Linked DNA regions of Rattus norvegicus: region 2 is linked to region 1. The links are chromatin contacts, called in public Hi-C maps. All regions are on one chromosome and are shown on one strand. Each heading gives the region's core, a stretch centred on a gene start, on an enhancer-like site or on the middle of the called end of the contact. The rest is flanking DNA. Distances are from core to core; before and after follow the strand shown. Region 1 holds the start of Ywhag (tyrosine 3-monooxygenase/tryptophan 5-monooxygenase activation protein, gamma). Region 2 has its middle 20 kb from the start of Hspb1.

Evidence for each region. A called contact is a pair of places that touch in the nucleus more often than the background predicts.
Region 2: a Hi-C map of liver shows a contact between it and region 1, with 7 times the contacts expected there. The contact joins the enhancer-like site here to the promoter of Ywhag in region 1. A contact is called at or near these places in 6 of 12 Hi-C or Micro-C datasets (frontal cortex, hepatocytes, kidney and 2 more).

The regions. Positions count from the first base shown.
Region 1 is chr12:26,379,819-26,385,623 of GRCr8, forward strand. Ywhag (tyrosine 3-monooxygenase/tryptophan 5-monooxygenase activation protein, gamma) reads left to right here and starts at 1,401. Exons shown (of 3, transcript NM_019376.2): 1 at 1,401-1,632. The coding sequence starts at 1,546.
Region 2 is chr12:26,409,711-26,415,462 of GRCr8, forward strand. No RefSeq gene overlaps it. Among named protein-coding and RNA genes, the nearest start is that of Hspb1, 20 kb to the right of the region's middle. Within about 2 kb of position 4,366, at least 89 of the 93 cell types and tissues checked have an H3K27ac peak or open chromatin away from gene starts, as enhancers often do. A contact at or near this core is called in hepatocytes, kidney and liver, where this site is marked.

The sequences.
Region 1 (5,805 bases), core at 151-2,650:
AGTCCAGCTCCCTCCCCAACCCCCAGCTGTATAGATCAGTGTAGAGGGCAAGGGGTGTGGGTTGGGACTGAGGGAGACCTGAAGAACCTGGAAGCCAGGTTCACTTTGATATGTTAAATAGTTACCTCAGCTGTTTGCCCTGGGTTTCAAACAGTAGTCTTCTATTTTCTTGAGCCGAGTGCTTTGTCTGCCTTGTGTATTGTTGTGCTCTAAGGTACAAAGTCATTGGAACAGGGTTGGTGCTCAACGCGTAGAATAGATGAAACAAATAAAATATGCAGTCAAGGCCATTGTGTTGTACGTGCGTATAATTCAAGAACTTCGTCTGGAGCCACCTTGAGAGCTGTAAGACCCCCGCTTCAAACCAAACAACCCATAAAAACATAACGAAAATAAATTAAGCAGTCAAAACTATAGGGTGTGTGTGTTTAGGCAAGCGTTGGTCCAGTTCACTGGAGAGGAAGAAGGGAGTCCCCAGGGTCAGTCTGCAGACAGCTACACCATTTAGGGAAAATAAGCAATATATCGGGCGGATATGTGTCATTCCATGATTTAATCCACTTAAGTCCGATGTCAAAGTGCATCATTGGAGACTGCAACTTTGGTGTGTGTTAGTTGTTCAAGGGTTGCATCATTCACGCAGCCATCCCTAGGGCAGGCTCACCCTTTTAGATGGTGGTGGTTGGGCAGTTTGGATTTACAGGGTTTGTACTTCGTTTGCCTACTTTACACTCCTGTTCTTCCCCGACCCCTCACCCCCGACCATGACCAGTTACTTCAGTTTCAGAGAGTCCAGATCTGAGGCCCTGGCCTTTCCTCTTCTCCCAACTGCCCAGAGGCCACGGGGCGAGGCCGTGAATCAGCACTGCGACTAGTGCAGGCTGCATCCCCGCCAGGGGTCCCCAGCGGCTGCGGATTTAGACCCTTCCCCCCACCCGGTCAGCCTCTGCGCGCTATGCCCGCAGGGAGATGTAGTCTCCACCGCCCCTTTGTCCTTGGTCTGCTCTGCAATTCAGTTTGCTGCGGGTCAAACTACAATTCCCAGGAGTCCACGCGCCAGAGGCTATGCAAAAAAAAGGGAGGGTTTAGGGGGCAAGGTGAGATGAGTTTGACGAAGCTGAGGATTTACGGTGAAGCGAAGAAAGGTGCACATTAGGGAGCAGTGGAGAACTGGGCATACGCTGAGAAAACCGCGAGGAGCAACCGCGAATGTTCCAATAGGGGAAAAGCCCAGTAAATGCAGGGTCGGGCGGGACCGGGCGGGGCGCGCGCATGCGCGAATGGGAGGTGACTTTTACGTCACTCGTGTGGGCGGGACCGCAGGGGGTTGTCCGCCCGCGGCACGCATTGGAGCCGCAGCCTCCTTGCGCCGGGTCCCGCGGTCGCAGCTCGTGCCGCCTCCTTCTCGTCCTCGCCTTAGCAGCTTGCTTCGTGGGTCGGTCCTTCCGACACACGAGCTCCAAGCCGCTCCTCTCTTTTCCTAAAGCCCTTCAAGGCAGTCTTCGGTTTCCTTCTTTCCAGCCGACCCTCTTCAGCCCCGCGAAGATGGTGGACCGCGAGCAACTAGTGCAGAAAGCCCGGCTGGCCGAGCAGGCGGAGCGCTACGACGATATGGCCGCGGCCATGAAGAACGTGAGTGTCTCCTCCCCTCCCCCCTGCCTCGCCCCAGTCGCTCCAGACACCGCGTTCCACCGCGTGGAAGGCATGCTCAGGGGCATGTCTTGTCACGACTGTAGGGTCACCTCCATCTCACTCCTTGGAGGGATTGGGGACGGGTCCTAGTAAGTGGCTCCTGTACCCGAGTGGTGACGCGGCCTCTTTCCCAGCCTCTCCGAGTTCGGGGCTGGGGCGGGGTCTTGCGCGGCTGGTCTCTGCTGTGGGGTGGGGGTCTCTCTGTGACCCTGAATGTCCAGAGACTTGAGTCGGGAGCCCTGCGCATCCTTTGTGCCCCACTTCCCCTCCTCCCAGCTTAGGCGTGGGGGCGGGGGGACCGCATGGATGCGGTTCCTCTTTCTCTCCCTGGTGTCTGGGCGGCGCCTTTCCCATTCACTCAGCAGGTCTCCCTGTTTGCCGCCTCCCCACTCCATCAGCCCCCCCACACCATCTTCCCCACTGACACATCCTTTAAAGACATTTCGGGAAGAAAAAAAATGAGACCCCCTCCTCCAGAAAAAAAAAAGGAAGAACCAAACCCGGGGTTAGTGATGTAAAATCGAAACCACCCTGCTCACGTTTTTCTTAACAAAAGGCTTCCTTTTTACCCATTACCCAAAGCAAGTCTGTTAGGAAGGGAGGGATACGTGTGTCGCTGGCATTCCCATTCATGGCCCTCTGTATGGCCTCTTCATTTTTCATTTTAATTTTCCTTTTCGAAGGGTTAAATAAAATGCCTTTGAATGTTAACTGACTGAGACATGCAGTTTCTCTTTTAATTGCAGGCACGAGTCTGTAGAAATTCGTATAAGTGTAAAAAAATAATTCTGTCTGATCTGATACTGCAAACAAAGCGGTGGTGGGAGGCAGTATCAAGTCATTCCAGAAGATTCTGCATTTGTCATATTGCAGAGAGCCTAGACTGGGTGGAGGCTGGGAGGAGTTATTTTAAAGGGGAAAAAGTCTTTTAAAAAAAATTTTTTTTTTTTTTTGTTAAATGTATAGGAGGCTTTTTTTCCCCTGACCTAAGGCATCCTCATTCTGATGAGAAGAGAATACTGTCGCATTTTTGCCTGAGATGCAAAATCCTAACTAATTTGCACCATTTTGTCAGTGACACTCAATTATTAGTGAATTGGGAACCAGTTTGCCAGCAGAGAGGGGGTGAGTCCTGAATATTGCAAAATGCACTAGAAAAATTAATATTCGGGTTTCCAGAAATTAGTAAATTGGGTTTTCCACTCCCTTAATATCTAACTTTCTACCTTATGTAACAAAGGTTGTTAAATGCATCTCTGGTGTAAAGTGGGTGCTGGCTTCCTCCTTCCATGTTAAACCTTACAAATGAGACAGGAGAGAGAGAGAGAGAGAGAGAGAGAGAGAGAGAGAGAGAGAGAGACACTATTTAATTTTAAATGATTTTTTTTCCTGGTTTTCCAAAAGGCCAGGTGCTTATTACCTTTTCCTAACTAAATGAGCTACAGATTTTTTTCATTTTGCAAAAAATAATTTTAAAGTCAGAAACAGTGTTGTATTAATGTGTTGCTACAGTTGGATTTTTTTTTTTTTAACAACAGTTTAATGATTAAAGGATACGAGTCAGGCTTCCAGTAGGTCACTAATGTCGGAAATGTCTTCAGTTTGTGATAATCTAGGCTCTAATTTTCCCCTATTTCTAGTTCACAGGAGAGCGAGTGACCTCGCACCTATATCCATAGCAACCCAGTGATGTCACACACAATGACACAGAGGCTGCAATGCACCTAAGGGCTGGTAGGGAGTTTTCAGATGGCATTTGTCCAAGGTAATGCAGAAATGAGCTGAGAAGCCAGGTGGCATTGGACACTTCATGTTCTCCGAGATGGGCCTTAGTCCCTGAAATAAAAAAAATTATTTACTTTCAGAAATGGGCAGTGACATCTGGCCAAGCCCATTCACCTTAAACTCCCATTAACAAACGTTGACAGGATACTTTCGTGTTTTTAAGCATTCATCTTCCCTTATTTTAAAAAAAGAAAAAAGAAAAAAAAACAATGAGGAAAGGAATGGATTTCTAAGTAAGAAATGTCTCTGGTCATAGTGAAGAGGTGGGGTGTGCATTTAGGGTTATCTCAATGAAACAGGTTTTCATAAAAACCTTAAAAAATGGTGGCTTCCTGCTGGCCATCAGCAATGGCTGTTAGGGAGGGGATAAGAACCCAATACAAAATATTTTCCCTCTGAATGTGGGAAGCTTGTGTCTTACTGATAGTGATGGCTCTTTGGAAGGAAGAACCATTTGTAAAATAAAGACCTTTTTAAAAATATATATATAAAGTTTTCTCAAACCTGTTTTCTGTGGTTTTGAGGAAATTACCTCTCACTGAATTTTCACACAACTGAAACAGGGTTGGTTCCTCAGTGGGGCAGCTCATCCAACTTCCTGTGTGTGAGCCCCTGAGTTCAGAAAAACTGGAACAGCCCTCATTGGAGAACTTAGCATGAAGAAAGAAACCTTGCTTTACCACCCCAGTTGAGCTCTCCAGTTAGCTGAACCTCGGGTGAGGAAGGGAAGTAGGTTTAGTTGTATCTAGGGAAATCCTTCTGGGAATGCTGTGGTTGCTTTCCGAGCACAACCATTTACGTGGGTGAACGGGATAGAGATCGTGATTGGGCACTATTCTGAAACGGGGAGTTGGGTCATTTAAGATAAGTGTAATCTTTAGCATTTAAGCAGGGTTCCTAGATAGGTCCAAAACTGGCAGATGATCTCAGAGCTCCCTTCATCCGCATTTTCAGGTTCTGTCATCTCTCTTTGGCCAATCACAGTCCAAAATGATGAAAATATAATAAAAGCCCTCAACCTCTCTTCCAGTCTGTTGTTATAATTGTTTTGTTTTCTTATCAGCTCTTTCTCTTTCTATGCCTGTCTTAGTAAATTTATCACAGGTATGTATGCAATACAGTGTCTGGGATTAGCTGGAATTTTAGGGCTCTGCTGTGCACTTTGGGCTAGGGGAAGACCACAGGCCTAGTCTGTCTTTGGCTTTCAGTGGCCTCTTGAGAACTTACTATCCTGAGTGGGCCACTAGTGCTTGCCTCCTGGGGGAGAACAGGTTCTAGACTAGTCACTTTGCTGGAGTTATGGGGGGAGGGGGACATTATGGTGGCAAAAGTCTGCCATAGTTGGGTAAACAGGTTTTCCTTGTGGGATCAGTGGGGTTTTTTTTGTTTTTGTTTTGTTTTTTGTTTTTTTTTTTCTTTCCTTTTTTTTTTCCGGAGCTGAGGACCGAACCCAGGGCCGTGTGCTTGCTAGGCAAGCGCTCTACCACTGAGCTAAATCCCCAACCCGGATCAGTGGGTTTTAAAACCCTTAATGTCTGCAAGTTCTTCAGGAGCCCAATTGATAGCCATTGTCCCTAATGGAGTAACGATAGAGTAATGAGCCCTTTGCTTGCCTCTCTGAGGTGGAGCTCTGCCATGTGGTTTAGGCATCTTGGAGTGGAGATAGCATGTAACTTTGTTTCTCAGGTTATCCTTCACAATGCTGAAACGAAGATTAAATTATCTTTTCCTTTCTCTCTTTAAGAATTACCAGCCATGTGTCAGTGTAAGCCAGAGGACAACTTGCAGGAATCATTTCTCTTTCTACCATGTAGGTCTTGGGACTTGAACGCAGGTCGTGAGGTTTGCCGACAAGCGTCTTTTACCTGCTGAGCCACCTCCAGCCCCTAAGAACTTTTTGTTCCATCCCCCAAATTACGGGGGGTGGGGGGGATGCTTATGTGCTTGCTGAATTCTTTGGGAGAAAGACGTGGTGAAATGTTACCATAATATTCTTATTGCAGGCAGACCTCAGCAGCTGGACTTCATGTATAACACTTCAGGGGCTGTCGTTTATGAAGATTAATTCTATATTGTTGAAAAGAAGGAAGAAAACTATGTTGGGTTTTGTTTGAAATTTTTTCTTTTTTGAGACTGGTTCTCACTGTGTAGACCAAGCTGGCCTTGAACTCAGAGCCACCCGTATCAGCCCCTTTGTCTGCCCAGTGCTGGAATTATAGGACTGATACATCACACCCAGCTGATACATACCAGGTTTTTATGATTTGTTTTTAGGTAAAAGTCACACAGCATATTAACTTATTAGCCCAATAATACAGCTTAATGGCA
Region 2 (5,752 bases), core at 3,116-5,615, 33 kb after region 1:
TGTGGTGGTTTTACACTTGTATTTGAGGCAGGAGGATCACAAATTCAAGGCCAGCTTACATTATTCTACGGTGAGATGATTGACTCAAGACTCGAGGGTCATCTGCACTCAGGTCCTTCACACATCATCACCCCTTGTGCTGGTTCTGTTGACGTTTCCCTTAGGAGGTATGGGTGGGCCGAAGAGTGGAGGCCGGGCGGCAGGGGCTAGCTACTAGCTAGGCTCAGTGGCCCGTGTAGGGTGGAGTAAGCAGAAAGATAAGGCTGCTACCTGAGCTTCCTGAATTACAGCCTGCCAGGGTTACACAGAGAGACCCTGTCTGGTGGGGGTCCAGAAAGAGTGTACTAATAACAAAGAGGCACATAGTAGCCCCCTGGATGCTAAAGTAAGGCGTCGAGTTCAAAGCCAGGCTGGGCAACCAACATAGGGAGAGCCTGTCTTCAAGAACCCTTCAAGAACCGGAAAGTAAAGGCAATACAGAGAAGGTGGTGGGCAGGAGTTGGGTGTGGTGCTAGCAGAGTGACCCGCCCATGTACTTGGGACCCCTCCCTATCCGAGAATATCTCCATCCAAGAACTTTGGGGGTGGGCTCCTGTAGGCTCTCCCTGCGAGGACATACACTCCTGCTATTGCTGTTTCCCTACTCTATTTATGCGTGATTACCACATGCATTGGCCTTGACACCGGTCAGCTGAGCCTGCATGTTGACTCACAGGGTGATCGGGTGGCCAAGAATGGCAGTCTGGGCCTCCGAGCAAGCCTGGGGAAACGGTCTCCGAAAACCAACCTGGTAACAGCGGTCTCTATTTCTGGGAGTTGACATTCAGTAACCAGATTAGTCGGAACGCGGAGGTACGACAGACAGCTTGCCTAGTGGGCCTGCCTCTGTCATTTTTCCAGCCCTGCTGTGGCAGCCTGCAGTTAAATCTGAAGAGCCACAAATGTGGTCTTGTGATAAACGGGGATATCTGTTGGCAGGACAGGGAAGCTGGTACACATCACACAAGCAAAAGACAGTGGGACTTAGGGGAAAGCCAACTAGGGCTAGGACTGTGGTTCTAAATGTCCCTTATGCTGCGACCCTTTAATTTCCTCATGTTGTGACCACCAGACATAAAATTATTTTCATTGGCACTAAATAACTGATTTTGCTACAGTTATGCAACCCCAAGGGGTCCTGATCACAGATTGAGAACTACTGGGCTAGAGAGGCCCTGACTCACCAACAAAACCAAACAGCTGGAGGTGGGGGTGCCCTGACTTAAATCTCAAGCAATGACAGGCAGGTCTCTGGGTGCACAGTCAGCCAGGGCTACATGGTAAGATCCTGCTTCAAAGAAACCCATCCAGTCCCCACCTGCCAGCACACAAAAGAAGCCAGACTGCTTTGTGAGACAGAGATGAGGCTTATGTAGCCCAGGCTGGCCTCAAACTGTTCCTGCTTCCACCTCCCGATTCCCGAGATTACAGGTGGTTACCACACCTAGCCCAATAGCTGAAGATTTTGCTCGCTCTGGTTTTGTCCAGGTCTTAAGCAGTGGAGCCCCTTACCTACACTGTCAAGACCCAAACTACAGCTCTGGAAATTGCCAGCACCCAGCAAACGCACCAGGTTTCTTCCCTCAGACTCAGATTGGATGGCTCCATTTCTGCTCTGCTTTTCCCACCTGTGCTTGCTTCACAACGGGCGAGGTGTCCTGCCCCCAAAGACAAGGCTGGAGACAGTGTAGCACTCAATGTTCACAAGGGTCCTCTGAGCAGGAAAGGGAAGACACTCTCATCTGTAGTCTGCATCAGGGGAAGCTGACCACTTCTGTTCTCTCCCGCTGTGATGGCTGTGACTGGATCCCCCCACTTAGACATTTCAAGACCCCACTTCAGTCTCACGGATAGCTGGGTTTTCGCAAGGGGATCTTAATGGTGGTTGAGTTTTCTTACGTTTGGGTTCTCAGGATGGGACCCAATGAACCTCTCTTAAGAACCACTCTTCCGTTGAGTTTCTTGCCTCCGCCCCAGCCGATCACCAGGGAATGTTTGACAAGTGCTGTCTGGCTGAGTATCCCCCACAGCCAGGGGATCACCCTAGCCTTGGTTGGTAGTACTTTAGTTAGTGGGGGAACTTTGGGTTCCACAGGAGCAATAGTGCTTTCTGAAGGTACTTTCCCCATATTGGTTAAAGGGGGTTTTGCCAGCCAGGGAGTGGTGGCAAAGATTGCCTTTAATCTTAGCACTCTTCAGTTTGAGGCTAGCCTGGTCTACAGGGTGGGTCCAGAACTGCCAGGGCCACACACACAGAGAAACCCTGCCTCAAAAGGGGGTCTGTGTGTGGAAGGGGTGTTCCTGGGAGTTGAAGATTCTCTTCCTGCAAAACCTGACTGCTGGAAACATTGCTGTTCCTCCAGTCTCGGTCTGGGTGTTGTAAGGTGGGGGGAAGGTAATGGAAGAGTGAAACGAGTCAATCGGGAGACTAGAGGCAAGACAGATTGAGCAGCTAACAGCTGGGTAAGCCCATCTGAGGATCCAGCCTGTTCTGATTATGAGCACTGTAAGTCAGTCTTTGAATAGTAATATTCTAAGTGTCCAGATCCCCACCATGACATACCCCATTGTGGGGCAGAAGCTAGAGAAGCCATACTATTGATGTATGTGGTGTATTAATTTAAAAAGAACTTGTAGACCATGCTGGCCTGGAACTCACAATGTCTGCCTCCCAAGTAAAGGCACTGGACAAAGACTGATAGACCAGTGGTAACGGAGGAAATGAAGCTGGGTGAGAGTAAAGTAACAGAACATGGGAGGTGGCTCCATTGGTAAAGTGCTTGCTTAACATACACGAAATAGGGCCAGGTGTGGCGCACACCTGTAGTTCCAGCCCTTGGGAGGCAGAAGCAGGTGGATCTTTGAGGTCAAGGCCAGCCTGGTCCACAGAGCCAGTTCCAGGACAGCCAGGGCTACACCGAGAAAGCCTGTCTTGAAAAAAAACCCAAACATAACCTATGCATGTGACTTTCATCAAGACCACCAGGTGTGCACGTGGTGGAGCACATCTGGACAGCACACACCAGGTGCAGTGGTGCACACCTGGACAGCACACACCAGGTGCAGAGGGGCACACCTGAACAGCACACACCAGGTGTAGTGGTGCACACCTGAACAGCACACACCGGGTGTAGAGGGGCACACCTGGACAGCACACACCAGGTGTAGTGGAGCACAGCTGGACAGCACACACCAGGTGTAGAGGGGCACACTTGGACAGCACGTACCAGGTGTAGAGGGGCACACTTGATATCCTAGCACTCATGGAGACTGGAGGTTCAGTTCAAGGTTGAAGGCTGGAGCTGAGAGAAAGCTGTGCTTTCACAGACCCAGCGCCCACTTGGCAAGCCAGGCGACCTGTGCTCCAAAGGGCCATCAACTGGTGCTTGCTGGCTTCCAGTGTATCTGAGGAAATCCACATCTCAGGTTCAGGAAAAAACCCTGGCTCAGGAATAGGTGGAAAGCGGTTGAAGATATCCTAACACCCTTTTTGGGCCCCTGCTTATGCCTGTGTACACAACACCTACACAAAATCTTTTTTAAAGTTGCAAGGTAATGTTCAAGACTTGCTTGAATTGCATGAAACCAGTCTCAAAAAGAGGAAAGAAAAGTTAAAAGTGGGGGAGGATGCTGAGAGACGAGATATAAAAATAACAGCATTTCTGGGGTTCAAGGCCAGCTTCTATAAATTTGAGACTAGCCTGGGCTGCATGAGACTGGGTCTCAAAAAAAAAACCCAACAAAACAAAAACGTTTTGCCAGACTCCGGAGTATAGAACTCCAAAGAGGCAGCAGTGTTGTGAGTTCGAAGTCAGGGTTATCCAGTTAGACCTTGTCTTAAAAAAAAAAAAAAAAAAAAAGGCGAAGGAAGCTACAGCGTTAACTGGCTTGACCCTGAACTATTACCTGATTGCAAAATGGAATGAGGCTGAGTACAAGAATGGGGAATGGGGTTGCTGGGATTCAGGAGTCTTCCTGGCCCAAGTCTGGGATCTATTCCCCATAACCCCCAGGGACTCCAGCACCGACGTCCTCTGCCTCCCCCTGGTGGGCACTGCAGGTTCTGCAGCTGACCCAGTTAGTGCGGGTACCCAGAGCCCAGACCCTGATGGCAGTAGCGACCTCAAGGCCGGCCCATCTGAGATCTCCAATCCCCGGTTTCTGCGTGTTCCCCTCCCCCAAACTCCTGGACTTAAGAAAAAGAATTGTGCTGCCTGTGTGTGCCCACAGGAGAGTCAGGCATCCGAGTGACCACTCCCCTACCCTGGCCATTGCGGACTACCCAGGTACCCGGCTGTGAACTAGGCGGGGCCGCGGCTCAGCCCCGCCTTGCCGGGCAAGAAGATTGCCTTCTACCCGGCGCGTGGCAAGAGCCAATCACAAGCCAGCATCTTGCCTCTGGGCCAATGGCCGGCCTGTTGCTGGGTCTCGCATCCCTGCATTGGAATCCTCCTGCTGAGCTCGCCGCTAATGCGGAGCTTATCCTAGCTTCTGAGCTCTGTTCTCTCCGCTTTGTCTCTGCCTTTGTAGTCCTTACGGAATAATCTGCTTTGGGTTTTTTTGAGGGCGCAATAACCTCCACGGGGATTGTCCTTGGAAGGAGGTGACCTTAGAGGATGGTGCATCAGGCTCCAGGTGGTCCTTGCCGTCAGGGTTGCCATAGAGTCAGTGACCCACTCTCTGTCCTCTTAAGCTTGCTGCAGTTCCTCATGTCCAGATTACCTTCCGGAAACGATCCCAAGATATCTACATTGTTCCTGTGTCCTTAATTGGGAAATCGTGGCTCAGCCTCTTTGAGCTCAAGTCCACATACTCTGGGAGAGCCCAGAGGTGGATTTCTAATGCCAAGTTTCATCCCCTCGCACTCGGGCCCCTTGATAGTGCTCTTTGATAGACATGGGCTACACAGTTGGAATTCTAAGGACTTAGAAGCCAGTCCTTTCTCTCTCTAGCATTCAAGGCCCCCAGCCGACCTGGCCAGCTCTGGCCAGATATTTACAGTTTCAAATGAATGGCGGCCAGTTACGAATCAGCTTGCAACAAGGTCAGAAGGAGAAAACAGTGTCGCCCCTCCCTTGTCATTTTCTAACCTAGAATTAGCGAGACGAGGCTAGGTGTGGGGGTGCACAGCATTTATCCTAGCATTCAAAAGGCAGTGGCAGGCCAATGTCAGTGAGTTCAAGGCCTGACTGGTCTACGTAGCGAATTCCAGGACAGCTACATAGACAGTTACATAGAAGAAGCTGTGTGTTTACACGTGTGTGAGGGAGTTCTCGCCTTCCATCATGTGGGTCTCAGATATCAAACTCAGGTCTCTCCTAAGACTTGGAACGGGTTCCTTTGCTCACGAAGCCACCTCATTGGCTCAAAGATCAGTTTTGTTCTGTCATTCAGCTATGTCCCATCTTCTGTCAGGGAAATAAAATCAGGATTTGAATTCACATTTCACTGTGTCCTAAGTACTCGGGGCATAACATTTAGCCTATCTACTTCATAAAGACAGCAGGGTGTTGGTGGTACAGGCCTTAAATTGCAGCACTCAGGAGAGAGGCAGGCAGATCTCCGAGTTTGAGGCCAGCCTGCTTACAGAATGAATTCCAGGACAGCCAGTGTTACACAGAGAAACCCTGTCTCAAAAAATCAAACAAACAACTAAATACACACACACACACACATACACACACACACACACACACACACACACACACACACA